Regions from separate parts of the Hordeum vulgare genome. Here region 2 is linked to region 1. A link is a contact called in public Hi-C data. All regions are on one chromosome and are shown on one strand. Each heading gives the region's core, a stretch centred on a gene start, on an enhancer-like site or on the middle of the called end of the contact. The rest is flanking DNA. Distances are from core to core; before and after follow the strand shown.

Region 1 (6,248 bases), core at 1,328-3,827:
ATGGGACAGAAATTAGTTAACTGGAAATAAAAGTAATTCAAGGATACAAAGACTAATGAACAAAAATGGCAGTAAATGGTAGGCAATGGTTCATACCATGACTCAAATTCCTCATGGGATGAGAATATATCTGGCAAAATGAAGTTCAATAGCGACCACAGCTCTGCTAGATTATTCTGAAGAGGTGTTCCAGTCAAAAGGAGCTTGTTATCCATTGGAATGCGCCTCAACTCCCTCAGTAATTTGCACTTCGTATTTTTCAACCGATGCCCCTGCAACAAAAATAATCCGGCCAACATATAAATACATGTGGAAGAGAGAGAAATATAAAAGGACAATAATTCAGATCATGTGATATTCAATTACCTCATCTACAACAACATACTTCCACTTATAATTAGCAAGAAACTTTGCATCAAACATGGCCATCTCATATGAAGTGATTATTATCGGAAAATCAGGACCAACAGTTTTGGGCATGTATTTTCTCCTTAGCTCTGTCCGAGCAGCTTTATCTCCATGATAAATCAGACCATTTAGAGATGGAGTGAACCTGAAATCAAGTATTCCACATAAGCTACCAAACAAACTAAACACAGTGGATCACAACTATGGATGCTTTACCTCATTAACTCGTTCAACCAGTTTGACAGGGTGGAAAGGGGAGCAATAACCATGTATGGACCATGCAGACCATTCCCTTTAAGATGAGCAAGAAATGCAATTGTCTGGATTGTTTTCCCAAGGCCCATTTGATCAGCAAGTATCCCATTCAGCCCATTTTGCCACAGTGATATTAGCCACTTAACACCCTTTATCTGGTAAGATTTCAACTTTCCCCCAGTCAACAATGGAACAAGATTGGCTTGCTCTCTTTCCCACTTTTCTTCTTCCGTGAGAGTACCATCATCAGCAGAACGATCTTCACGAGATCTTGTAAGCATGGCTGCCACTGCAGTTTTAGCCTTCTTCTGAACAACATTTCATCATCAGTAGTCAGACACAACATAAGGTCTAATCGATGAACATGAATTGTTTTTCCTATATATTTTTCTAACTAACGATAGAACAAATTATCCACTCAGAATGATGTGTCATCTCCAGGAAAATAATAAAATGAATGGTATTCAACTGAAATCAACAAGTCCATGTCAAAGTAATTTAAACCGTGGAACAGTATTCCAATGTGTAAACAACTCTAGCTATGCTGCAACAAATCTTGAACAACCCTTTTAAATAAGAGATTTGCGTGCTTTCAGTAAGAAGGATGCTACTGATGAAAAGGAAGCCAGGAAACGTTGATGAGTGGACATTATGATATCAAGCACCCCCATCTAGAATCATTCAAGCAGCAACACGCCTTTTTCCTAATCTTAAACCCATTGAACAGGTAATCCGGACGGACTAACATATCATACTGCAGGAAGCGATAGTGTATGACAGACAGGACATTTGCATAATCTAGACGACAACCAAAGCATACATAGTAAAACTGTATTTATGAAGCAGAGGATCTAGAAGTCTGAACTCACGTCATTGTACTGTGCCTTGGCCGCTTTCCTCTTTTTGCCACGTCCTTTCTTTTGCTCTTCCACGGGTTCCTCCTCGTCTTTAATTTCAACAGCAGTCGGCTTAACCTACAGGCCACACCACCATTGTTAGCAAACAAGGGAAAATAACTAGCAAGAGACCAAAAATGGTCATCAAAGAGTAAGGGGGCGCGTACATCTGTGATCTGCTCCATCTTCTCAAGCAAGAATTCAGAATAGAGCTGTGTCTGTGTCAGCAGCTCATCCAGCTTGTTGAACTTTGCCTTTGGGTCAAAGGCCTGCCTCGCGGCCTCCTCTCTCTTTCTGGCCTCCTCTTCCTCCTCTAACTTAATCCGGGCCTGATACATCTCCTCTTCCTCCTTGGTCATCACCTCTGTGATTAAAGAGGTATCGCCGTTCTTGGCCACGAGCTCAAACGATGTCTCCTCTTTGACAGAGTTGAGCAGCAGTTCTTCAGCCTTCAGCGCCCCGTCGATGGGATGCGCCTCGCCACCGTTGGCCTTGAGCTCGCCAGCTTTCCCATCCTTGGATCCGGACATTTTCTATTTTTGCACAACATAATCAGATTCAGGCCAATGGATCGAGAACCGGAACAAGCAAGATACACAAATCGCATCGACGAAACGAAAGGGGATGTTTTTTTTCAATGGGGAAAAAGGGGGAAATAGGAAACGGAATGCACCTAGACATCTCTATTAAATCGGAAGGTTTTAATAGCGGATCACCTCTTCCCCCAGAACGGAGATAGGAGAATCTGGGTCGGCGTCGGCGGCAGCGGTGGTGTTGGCGGCGGCGGCGGCGGCGGCTGCTTCCCTCTTCGCCCCATTCGCCCTGGCGACCACCATCTCGGCCGCGGCGGCAACAGGCGGCGACGTCGCCGAGTGTCGGTGGGGCCGAGGCGTCATGCAGCAGTCCCTGCTGCGGCGGAGTTGGCGGCGAGCGGCGGTGGTGGAGACCAGAGGGAGTGGCGGCGGCGACGGAGGAAGGAGCGCTTCCGGAGGATGCTGTGCGCGTTTTTACTGAGGGGGAGTAGGGTGGGGCTCCTCCCTCGCCGAGATACAAGCACGGCGCGCTGGGCCAGGACCTGCCACTGACGTTCGGGTCCACAACACTCCTGACCCCACACGTCGGTGAGGAATACTCAAGCACGTCGCGGTGAATCGGGAAGGTGGCCAGGGGAATGGGGGCATGGGCTCTGGAACCCTGCAGAGTGGGGTGGTACGGACGTTTGTTTTTACATAGACCCGGTTCGGTGGACACTGGTCACTGAGCGGTGGGCCGAGCCATAGGTCTCGCGCTGGTCCACGGGGGAACCGGTCTGCGCAGGTGGGAGGGGTGGGTGGTGGCGCCGATAGCGAGGGTTTCAGGCGGGAAACCGAGGGAGGGTTTAGGGAAACTCCATGCCCTCGTGGAGAGAGAGATTCACGGGACTGCCACCCACCAGTGGCATCCCCCCTCTCGTTTGCCCGGCTCTGCCACGAGGGGCATCCTGGTAAATTCGCGCGCTGCGGGCGGCCGTTCGAAGTTTGAAAATACGGGGAGGCGGCCGGGGCTTCTCTCTCTCGCTCGCTTGACCGACGGGATCGTGGTCAGCACGCGGCTGACGTCTGGGCCAGCCTGGGTGCCGGCCCCACCTGTCGGGCTGTAGATCTCGGTGGGTTCGGGAAAGTGGCCCGGGAAACGGGAGGCGGGCCCCCGCTGCGGACTGCCTCGATCCCTGCGGTTTGCAGAGCGAGGGGACGGCACGAACCGACCCGTCTTTGTTCGGATGGACACGGTCTGGTGGACCGCGTGTCACTGCGTGATGGGGCCGGGTGTGAAGGTTGTGCTGGTCTGCGGTGGAACGGGTGTGTGCGTGGATGGGGGGGGGCGCGGGTTGTGCGGGCCTTGTGCTGCTGCTGCGGTAGCACGGCATTGGCTGGGCGTTCGAATTGTTTGATGAAATTTTGTTTTCTTCGGTGGCTGCGCCGGGCCGGAGTTATGTTTTTGACCGTTGGGAAAGGGCTCGGAAAAGCCAGGATCTATGGCAGGTCGGCTCGTGGTCGCCACCGTGTGTATGGTCTTGCGGTAAAAAAAACAATCCGATGTACTGTACTCTGCTAATGATCCATGGGTTCCCGTGCCGATGTGCCATGCTGCTATCACGTGCGCGTCTTTTGTTTGAAGCATCAAAACCCTGATCCGCTACCAAATTGACCTTCGAGTAAATTATACATGATCAAAATGTACCTCTTTTTACATCACCAGAACCCCACGCTCGTGAACCGTTTTTATCGTGAGAGGCGAACCAGAGTAAAGTCTCGAATAAACCGTCACGTTGTAGAAGGTGAGGAACCCTCGCCTTTAAATCCCTGAAGTTTGTATCCTGAACTTTCTGATCCTGATCTATTTTAACCTTAGTTGTGTTTGACACACCGAAAAAAGCACAGTCCTAAGCGGGAACTCGTTCTCACTATTGCACGGGTCATTAGAGCCATCTTCTTCCTCGTTCCCATATCCCTCCTGTAGCTCCCTTTACTCTTTAGTTCCATCAATGGCAATAGGCAGGCCCGGGCCCACAGTGGTGCCACATGTGCAGCCCGCACAGGGCCCACGATTTTGGGGGCCCCAAAAAATATATATATATATATGTATATAGATATAGTTGTATATAAAGAAAAATCGGTTGGACGTGGGCGTCGTGGGCGTGCGATCGATCTGAGCATGCCAACCGCGCCGTAGGCCGTAGGCTCCTCGAGCGAGCTGGGAAATCGAGCGAGCGACCTGGGCGCTTGCCGCCTGCGCCTGTCGCCTGGGCCAGTGGGCCAGTGAGCGCCCGCACAGAGCCTCGAGCGACCTGGGCCTATGTTAGCTACAGTCGTACAGTGCTACGATAATACGATCGATCGAGGCACGACGCCGTGATCCAGCGATCGCTCGCCGCCTCGCCCGTGTCGCTCGCCAAAACAGGAGATCGCTCGCCAAAACACGTGATCTCGAAACGTGAGGAACTGGTGCTCGCGGCTCGCCGTCTCGTGCTCGCAGTTCGCCGAGTCGCCGTCGCCAAAACGTTTTCCCATCAGCATCAGGCTTCGGTAAGAAAATAATATCTCGTCGTCAGGTACTCAGGTGCTCGTCGCCTTCGTCGTTTGCATCATCACTGATCAGTTCATCTGTTCATCAGATCGATCCCGCGATCCGATTCAGGCCGCCGCCGAGACTCGTCGTCTCGTCGGATCGATCCCAGTTCATCCGTGCAGGACCCAAAACTAGGTGAGTTAGACAATTCGTCTAAGTGCCATCATGCTACTGTATAACTTCAATTTCATTTTATTCATCTTTTTAATATTGTATTTCAATAATATAGATTTGAGTCATCATGGGGAAACATCAGTCTGGTGCCTATAAGCGCAAGAAAAAAGCAGAAGAACAAAATTTAATTAATAAATCTTATAAAGGCGACATGGACAAATGTGTTAGTAAAAAACCACCGCAAGTGTTATCCGGTAATCAGTCTGTTGATCATTCTACCCTTGCACTTGCAATTGTTCCTTACAATGATGATAGAGATGGTCAGACAGAGACAGATAATATGGAGGTAGAGGAAGATCATATTGATGTAAACTTGAATAGTTCACCTCGTGAGGATGTTGATGATTCTTTTAAGTCTGATATATTTGATCCAAGAAACTGGAATTCTCTTGATTCTAAACAGATTGATATCTTAGCACAAAAGGGTCCAAAAAGAGACAATTCAATTAAGAAAGGTCCTAAAGATAGATATCGTAAAAGGTTTACCGCATTATTCTATACTAGATTTCTATCAAATGGAGAGTGTTGTGATAGAGACTGGCTTGTCTATTCTAAACAACTTGATAGAGTCTTTTGCTTTGCTTGTAAGTTATTTAGAAAAAGTCATCAGAAAGGTCAATTGGCAAATGAGGGCTGTAATGATTGGTCACATATGACCAATAGACTAAAAGACCATGAGACAAGTGGGGATCATGTTTTGAGTATGACTAATTGGTATGAGTTGCACAGTAGATTGGAAAAACATCAAACTATTGATAAAACAGCTCAACGACAACTTGAGAAAGAGAAGGACCATTGGAGAAAGGTATTATTCAGAATTGTTTGCATTGTGAAATTTCTTGCCAAGCATAATCTAGCATTCCGTGGTACTAATGGCAAGTTGTATGAAGATAGCAATGGTAATTTCTTGGGTTTGGTAGAGATGTTGGCTGAATTTGACCCCATTATTCAGGAGCATGTTCGTCGTATTACAAATGAAGAAACTCATGCTCATTATCTTGATCATAAGATTCAGAATGAATTGCTACACTTGCTTGCTTCTTGTATTAGGTCTGAAATTATCAAGAAAATAAAGAGCGCAAAGTATTTCTCTATCATACTTGATTGTACCCCTGATGCAAGTCACCAAGAGCAAATGTCTTTAATTATAAGATATGTGGATTCATCTTCAAGTCAAGTTTGCATAGAAGAGTCTTTTCTAGGATTTCTTGATGTAAATGATACAACTGGCCAAGGACTTTTTGAGGTGCTATAGAATGAGCTAAAACTTCTTGATCTTGATATAAATGACGTGTGAGGACAAGGTTATGATAATGGATCAAATATGAAAGGAACGCATCAAGGGGTACAAAGAAAACTTTTGGATGTAAATCCTAGAGCTTTTTATTCTGCTTGTGGTTGTCATAG
Region 2 (6,862 bases), core at 4,311-6,810, 250 kb before region 1:
TTGTCAACCCACGCATGCTAATTCATAGCAGTTGACCATTTTGGGTGAAACATTTACTTATGTTTTGCCTGAATTGTCTTGTGATTTTGATTAATGTTTGTAAGATGTCCTCTCACAAAGAGTGATTTAGTTAGTGCATCTCATTACAATGGTATTAGTCATCCAGCTGAAATTTTCATTCTACTACGAAACCAGATGTGTATTTGTTGTTTTGGTTCATAATACACACACACCGTTTTTCTCTTAGGTTCTTGTTGAGTACAAGAACAAAGACGCTGACCACGTTGAGTGGGCTAAAGCTTTGAAGGAGCTCTACATGCCTGGCTTGAGGGATTATGTCAAGAAATATTATCCTCTTGGGCCTGTGTGGGGTCCTGCTGGATGCGCACCACCAAAGGCTGCTGCTCCAACACCAAAAGCCCCAGCGGCTAAGGGTCCTCCTCCACCTGCTGCACCATCAGCACCTCTTTTTAGCACAGACAAATCTCCAAAATCTTCGCAGCCTAAGCAAGGAATGTCAGCTGTGTTTCAAGATATCAGTGGGGGCAAAGATGTGACTTCCGGTAGATGAGCACCTGCTTTGTCTATGACCAGAGATTTGTTTTTTCCTTCTAGAATAACATACATATGAAGCCCCATTATTATTTTTGCAGGGCTGCGAAAGGTTACTGCTGACATGAAGTCTAAAAACCGTGCTGATAGAAGTGGTGTCGTGAACAGTACTGCTGCTGCTCCTGCTCCTGAGAAGACTTCTCGTGCAGGATCCTTTGCCCCCAAGACTGGAACCCCAAAACTGGAGCTTCAGATGGGTCGCAAGTAAGTCTAACCGTAGTGCTAAAAACGAGATACGGGTATCTAGCATCTACTTATCTAGTACGCCCTTACAGGTTGTCACTGATACGTTGTGGGTTTGTTTGGTGGTCTGCATCAATGCCAGGCAGGCCAACCATGTGGAATAGTTATTGAAACCTTGCGTTTGATTAGTTGGGTTAGAGAGCAGGCACAGAGATAGATGGATTTGTGCGTAGTTGATAGGGAAACTAAAAACAGGATATGGATTTATAGTCCTATTTAATGAATTGTTTAGATGAATGCTTGTGTTGAGGTTTGTGGCACAAAAATAGATGAAAGAGTTTCAGAGGAAATGACTTCACATAAGACAAAGGGATAGTTATATTCGTACAAGTAAAAACAGTCATCTCATACTTTCCGGAGATAATTAAATTTAATATCAAGAGATATTATTGCAAAGAAAATTAAGCAAACACATTGGATTAAGTTTGAATTGTGTATTTGATACAGTGTCGTACTGCATAATGTAATTCCATCTGATATCGAGCCAACCTTCTTTCCTAATCTAAATTCTTGTCGGTGTTGATAATTTACATATGCTGCTTTGTGGAGCTTGCATCATTTAATTAGTAGGATAATATTGTGATTCTTGATAAATGAGCACATATTTCTTTACATTGATCTGTTACATTTTCTCTGAAAAATGGCAGATGGGTGGTCGAAAATCAAGTTGGTAGAAAGGACCTTGCTATTAATGAGTGTGATTCTAAACAATCTATCTATGTGTATGGATGCAAGGATTCCGTCCTTCAAGTAAATGGTAAGTGTATGTGTATACCTTTACTTTGGATATATTGTGTTCTTCTTGAAGCTTTGGTCAATAGCAAATGGTAAACCTTTTGCAGGTAAAGTAAACAACATCACTGTCGACAAGTGCACCAAATTTGGAATCGTTTTCAAGGTTAGCAAAAACCATTCTGGGACAAGAGGACGTCAGCTAACTTATATTGCGTTTCTTTTTAGGAATTAATATTGCATATGCCGATGATAATTTAATTTATATGCCATGTAGGATGTCGTAGCAGCTTTTGAGATTGTCAACTGCAACGGCGTTGAAGTGCAATGTCAGGTACTCGATTGTTATGTGAATTTGTGTTAAAAAATATGGGTATTTGATTCAATCGTACTACTACTCTCCTCGGTCAAGAAGTATCACTTTTGTTTGTATGCTGGTCAAACCTTTTGAACTTCGTATGCTTCTAGTGTCGCGAAGGACTAAAAGTCATCACCTCTTTACCTGTAGGGCACCGCACCGACAATATCAATCGACAACACAGCTGGGTGTCAGTTATACCTGAACAAAGATTCACTGGGCGCTTCTATTACTTCGGCTAAATCCAGTGAAATGAATGTATTGGTTCCTAGCGACGAGACTGATGGCGACTGGGTAAGATGCTATCTTTATTTTTGCACGTGTGAATTCCTCTTCTTTACTAGTACGAAATAAGGCTGGAGGATCTAGAGTACAACATAAGCTACACGCCTAAACCTAACCTTGTGTGGTTCTTATGCTGCAGGTGGAGCATCCTTTGCCGCAGCAGTACATCCATTTTTTCAAGGACGGACAGTTCACCACCTCCCCAGTTTCTCATTCCGGCGCATAAATAAATCGGATAATATGTCCCTCTTTTTGTGTGGCTCTTTGTTTGTTCGATGCTGCCTTTGCCTTGTTTTTTTTTTCGAGATGGTGGTATGCTGAGAGTTGTTGTAGCTCTTGTTCGACTTCTTCTGAAGCCTTAGGTTTTGCCTGCAGATTGTTGTTTCTCTTGTCATTCATTTGCCCAGTGTGTACGGCCTGGCCTGTATGTTTTCCTTGCACATGGTTGGTATATTTACTTTTTGTACGCCAACAAACTGCAACTTCTGTATGGTTTGGCTGATCATTCTTTTTATGATATGGCTCTCAGTTTGTCCCATGCGTCGTCTTTGATGTTGGCACGCTGTTTCTTTCTTTAACAAACTGACGCTGCCAACTAATTATGAAACAAATATATTTGTTCACGTCATTTCTGAGTCGCACCATTGGACAATGCAAAAGAAACCACATACCAGCACAACACAAGTTGCCTTTGACAGTCGACACACATTCCAGAGATTGGGTACAGAAAAGGAAGGTCAGACCATCAGAGACATGAACAAGAAACAAGCAAGCAGACGGAGCGCCGAGATGGTGCGAGGCGATTCAGCAGCGCTACGAGCATGACGAGGCGGCGACGTCGCCGCTGCCGACCCGCTTGGCTGTGGCTGCACCGGAGTCACCTGCACCAGCGGAAGCGAGACGAGAGCTCACTGTAAGTTCACAGGAAACTTCAAAGTTCAAACAAACGTGACCACAAGAGCGATGGATGTGTGACCCACCTGCGGTATCGCCGGCGGGGGGCTCGCCGGCCGCACGGTCGGTGCTGGAGCCGGCGCCAGGCCGGCGGTGCCGTTCCTCAGCAGCCCCGTCGGGTACGTCTCGGTGAGCGTGGTCTGGAACAGCCCGAAGGACTTCTCCGACGCCTTGCCGGGCTTGAGGTCCTCGTCGTACACGGCGAAGAGGTAGGTGTCGACGGACTTGCCGGGCATCCGCGGCGTGCCGACCATGGACCGGAGGTGGGAGACGAGGTTGGAGACGAAGGCGTGCGCGTTCTCCACGGAGGCGCCGGCCTCGTCGGTGCCGCCGGAGTGCGGCCACCCGGTCTCGGCCACCACCACCTCCACGTCCTTGTACCCCTTGGCGTCCAGCGCGGCGCGCACGGCGTCCACCTGCGCGTCGAACATGCTTGTGTAGGTCAGCCCGGACCCGGCGTCCGGCCGGCCGGCGTTGGGCTGGAAGAGGCAGAAGGCCAGCGTGTCCGGCCGCGGGTCGTCCTGGTACGCGAAGTAGGGGTAGGGGTTGACGAGGAACGGTGAGCCCGTCTTGCTGAGGAAGGCCAGGAGCGGGTCCAGCGCGGCGGACAGCTCCGGCTTGAACGCGCCCGACGACGGCGGGTCCGACGACGCCAGCACGTCCATGGCGTTCACGGTCGACACCTTGATGCCGGAGTTGGCCGGCAGGGCGTCGTAGATGTTCTGCAGCGCCGGGACCAGCTGCGAGATGAGCGTGGCGTCGCCGGAGTAGAGCACCTCGTTGCCCACAGAGATGCCGTTGACGGCGGGCGACGTGGACGACGGGAGGTGCGCGGCGACCCAGGCGGCCGCGGCCGACGGCGAGGAGGCGAAGGAGGGGATGTCGCCGTTGGCGGCGCCGAGGAGCAGCGAGATGCCCGTGCCGGCGAAGGCGGCCACCACGGCCGGGTCGGTCCTGTAGAGGCGCACCTTGCCGATGGTGGTGGACTTGAGGAGCCGCGCCGTCGACGCCGGCGGCGGCAGGTTGTCGGCGATGTCGCCGTAGTTGATGCCGATGAAGGTCTGCGGCGCTGCAGGGCAGACACGTGACCAGCGTTAACTCAACAAACGATGGAGTATAGCACTTGGCAAAATCTACAGTACTTACTAACGTTACTGCACCGTAAGTAAATTTGTGAAGAGCGCGAGAAATTCTGCGGGATTCAAAATAAACCGTGTCAGGCGCACGGTGTCGCTGCACGCACGGCGCGGCAAGTCACCCTCACAAGTTCTGCTTTACAACGACACGATGAGCGACTACGATTTTATCACGAGTGCGCGTGCATGATTGGATGTATTTTTTATAAAAAGGTGTTTATGTTGCTCGGTTGAGAATGCAGACGCCGTTGTTTTCTACAGATGTAAGTAGGTTCATTTCACTGTCGCCCACATTCTCTCCCGAGCTGAAAACGGAACCATGTCGACACGAAGAGGACGGACGCCACTTTCGGCTGAAGAACCTACGCGAGAGGGACGTCAGTTACTACTTATTTAGTTACCCTGCGATTTGAATTCCATTCCAGGAAGAAGAAGAAGAAGAGGAAGAAAAGGTACACTAGTACGATTTGATATATTTATTTATGTTTTCTCCTTGAGGTTATGATGATGGTGATGATGATGTTCCAGTGGCAGGGAAGAAGTAAGGAATCAAATGTTTGGACATGTGCAGATGTGCTCGACTGGCACAGAGCTCGAAAGAGCATAACAACAAATGATAAAAGAAAGCGAGAAGAAGGTTCCAAAGTCCAAACACCTCAACGGCAAGAAGGGAACATAATTCTTCAGATTGCCCGGAGAGCAAAGGAAAGAACCGGATGCATGCAGACGTAACCGACAGAGCCGAAGATCGGGAGACCATAACCATACCAGCAGAAGGGGCCTGGACGAGCAGCAAGAACCCCAGCAGGAGGAGAGGAGGAGGAAGCAGCGCCATCGCCGATCGAGCTCTTCTTGTCCCTTGTGCCCGCTTCCTCGTACGGCTACCTGCTGCCTTGTGGCTGCGCACTCACCTGGCTTCCCTCGGACCGGCTCAAGGCGGCGGTTTAACTAGTGGTGGTGTGGCAGTGGCAGTGGCACTACTACCCCGGATGATGTGAGCTGAGGTGAGGCGAGTTGCTTAGCGAGGAGGAGAAAGGAAGACGCGCTGCGGTGCGGTGCGGTGCGGTGGGCTCTCTCTCTCTCTCTCGCGCCCGCTCTTTCAATAATAAGGCTGGAAAGAGGAGGAGGGAGGGAGGGAGGGAGGGAGAAAGAGGGAGCAAGCAAAGCGCTAAAGCCGGCCCGCTCCCCCGTCTACTGCAGAAAAGGAAAGAAAGCTTCCAGACGGACGGGGAAGGAGGAAGGAAGGAGGCGAGCCGGCTGATTTGAAGTACGTGAGCCGAGTGGGTGAGGTGGCCCATGGAGGGGCGCAGGGATCCGACGGCCAGGGTTGCTGCGCGGGGCGGGATCGGGGATTCGGTTCACGGCATATGCTGGACGCCTTAAAATATCGTACCCCAAAATCGGCAAAACGTTTTTTTTTCCTTCATGTTTTTACAGGATGACTTTTCTTCCGTTAGTACAGAAGCAAATGTGCTCGTGCGTTGCAACGGCAGAAAAAAATAATAACCCTTATACACACTCGATCACATCGCTGAATATAACATAATAAGTGGTGTTGCGCAAACACATAAAAATGGAATCATTTTTTAAGTGTATTAAAGTGTGTTCTAATAGTTTATTAGTCAAAAACATATACCTAGGTTCCTATATAAGGTCAATTGTTTGTTGGCGTTCTTCCTCAATGATGCGCAATAAATAGGATAGTAGGCCACAAGTAGCAAAGTACAATTTAGTACTCAATGATATCGTGCGCATAAGATCACATATTAGGTTTCTTCATCGAAAATAATCAACTTATAAGGACATGCATAACGGATATTCAAGGTCGCATATAGCATTGATATTCTTAAATAAATCGTTATCAGCACAATTTCAAATGATATAAGAATCATCATTGAGCCATTGGTTTACATAAAGTTTATATCAGTAGTTTAGTGTACATCATGAGTTGGTTATTTTGCATTGAGTGAAATAAAGAGGATCATTATGTGTTTGTTACAACCTTTAGCATATACATTCCTTGTCATGTCAATAATAGATTTTATGAGTGTCAAACTATTCTATCTAGTCAATTTAAATGGATGGATATAATAGGCATTTTTAAAATACATCATATAAAAATATATTAATCAAAGATGCATCATAAATGTAATATAGAATCATTAACATGCGGGATTATAGCATATTTTAAATCTATACATTTCTTGAATGTTTTCACATATAGTATGTCTAAATTAGCGTTATGATTTAAAAGATGTGATTTTTTAAGCATTTGAATCTGTCAAAAGCAAAATAAAGATAAAAAATAATTCAAAGGCGAGTCAATTTAAAGTAACTGGGCTGAAACTGCAACATTGTATAGCACATCAAATCAACGACGCCTGGGCGAGTCAATTTTATTTCACGCCAATGAAAATTTAGAGAAAGAAAGCTGAAAAAGAGGAGAAGCAGAAAGAAGCGACAACACGACTCGAACTACGCTAGTTCGGTTCGTGCTACAATAGTACTTGGGCCAGCTTTTAATAACCTACAGTAGACGGCA

Evidence for each region. A called contact is a pair of places that touch in the nucleus more often than the background predicts.
Region 2: a contact with region 1 is called in a Hi-C map of seedling, with 4 times the contacts expected there. The contact joins the promoter of LOC123447595 here to the promoter of LOC123447590 in region 1. A contact is called at or near these places in 4 of 6 Hi-C or Micro-C datasets (leaf and seedling) and 1 of 1 datasets of contacts at active chromatin or transcription factors (embryo).

What each region holds. Positions count from the first base shown.
Region 1 is chr4H:22,161,374-22,167,621 of MorexV3_pseudomolecules_assembly, reverse strand. It overlaps LOC123447590 (ATP-dependent DNA helicase DDM1-like), which reads right to left and starts at 2,577. Exons shown (of 14, transcript XM_045124200.1): 1 at 2,276-2,577; 2 at 1,727-2,092; 3 at 1,533-1,637; 4 at 625-971; 5 at 367-553; 6 at 97-272. The coding sequence starts at 2,455.
Region 2 is chr4H:22,414,304-22,421,165 of MorexV3_pseudomolecules_assembly, reverse strand. It overlaps LOC123447595 (glucan endo-1,3-beta-glucosidase 7-like), which reads right to left and starts at 5,560. Exons shown (of 3, transcript XM_045124205.1): 1 at 5,089-5,560; 2 at 3,211-4,253; 3 at 2,827-3,111. The coding sequence starts at 5,155. The coding sequence ends at 2,968. It overlaps LOC123447594 (cyclase-associated protein 1), which reads left to right. Exons shown (of 10, transcript XM_045124204.1): 4 at 248-563; 5 at 654-816; 6 at 1,503-1,612; 7 at 1,698-1,753; 8 at 1,865-1,921; 9 at 2,096-2,239; 10 at 2,370-2,768. The coding sequence ends at 2,456.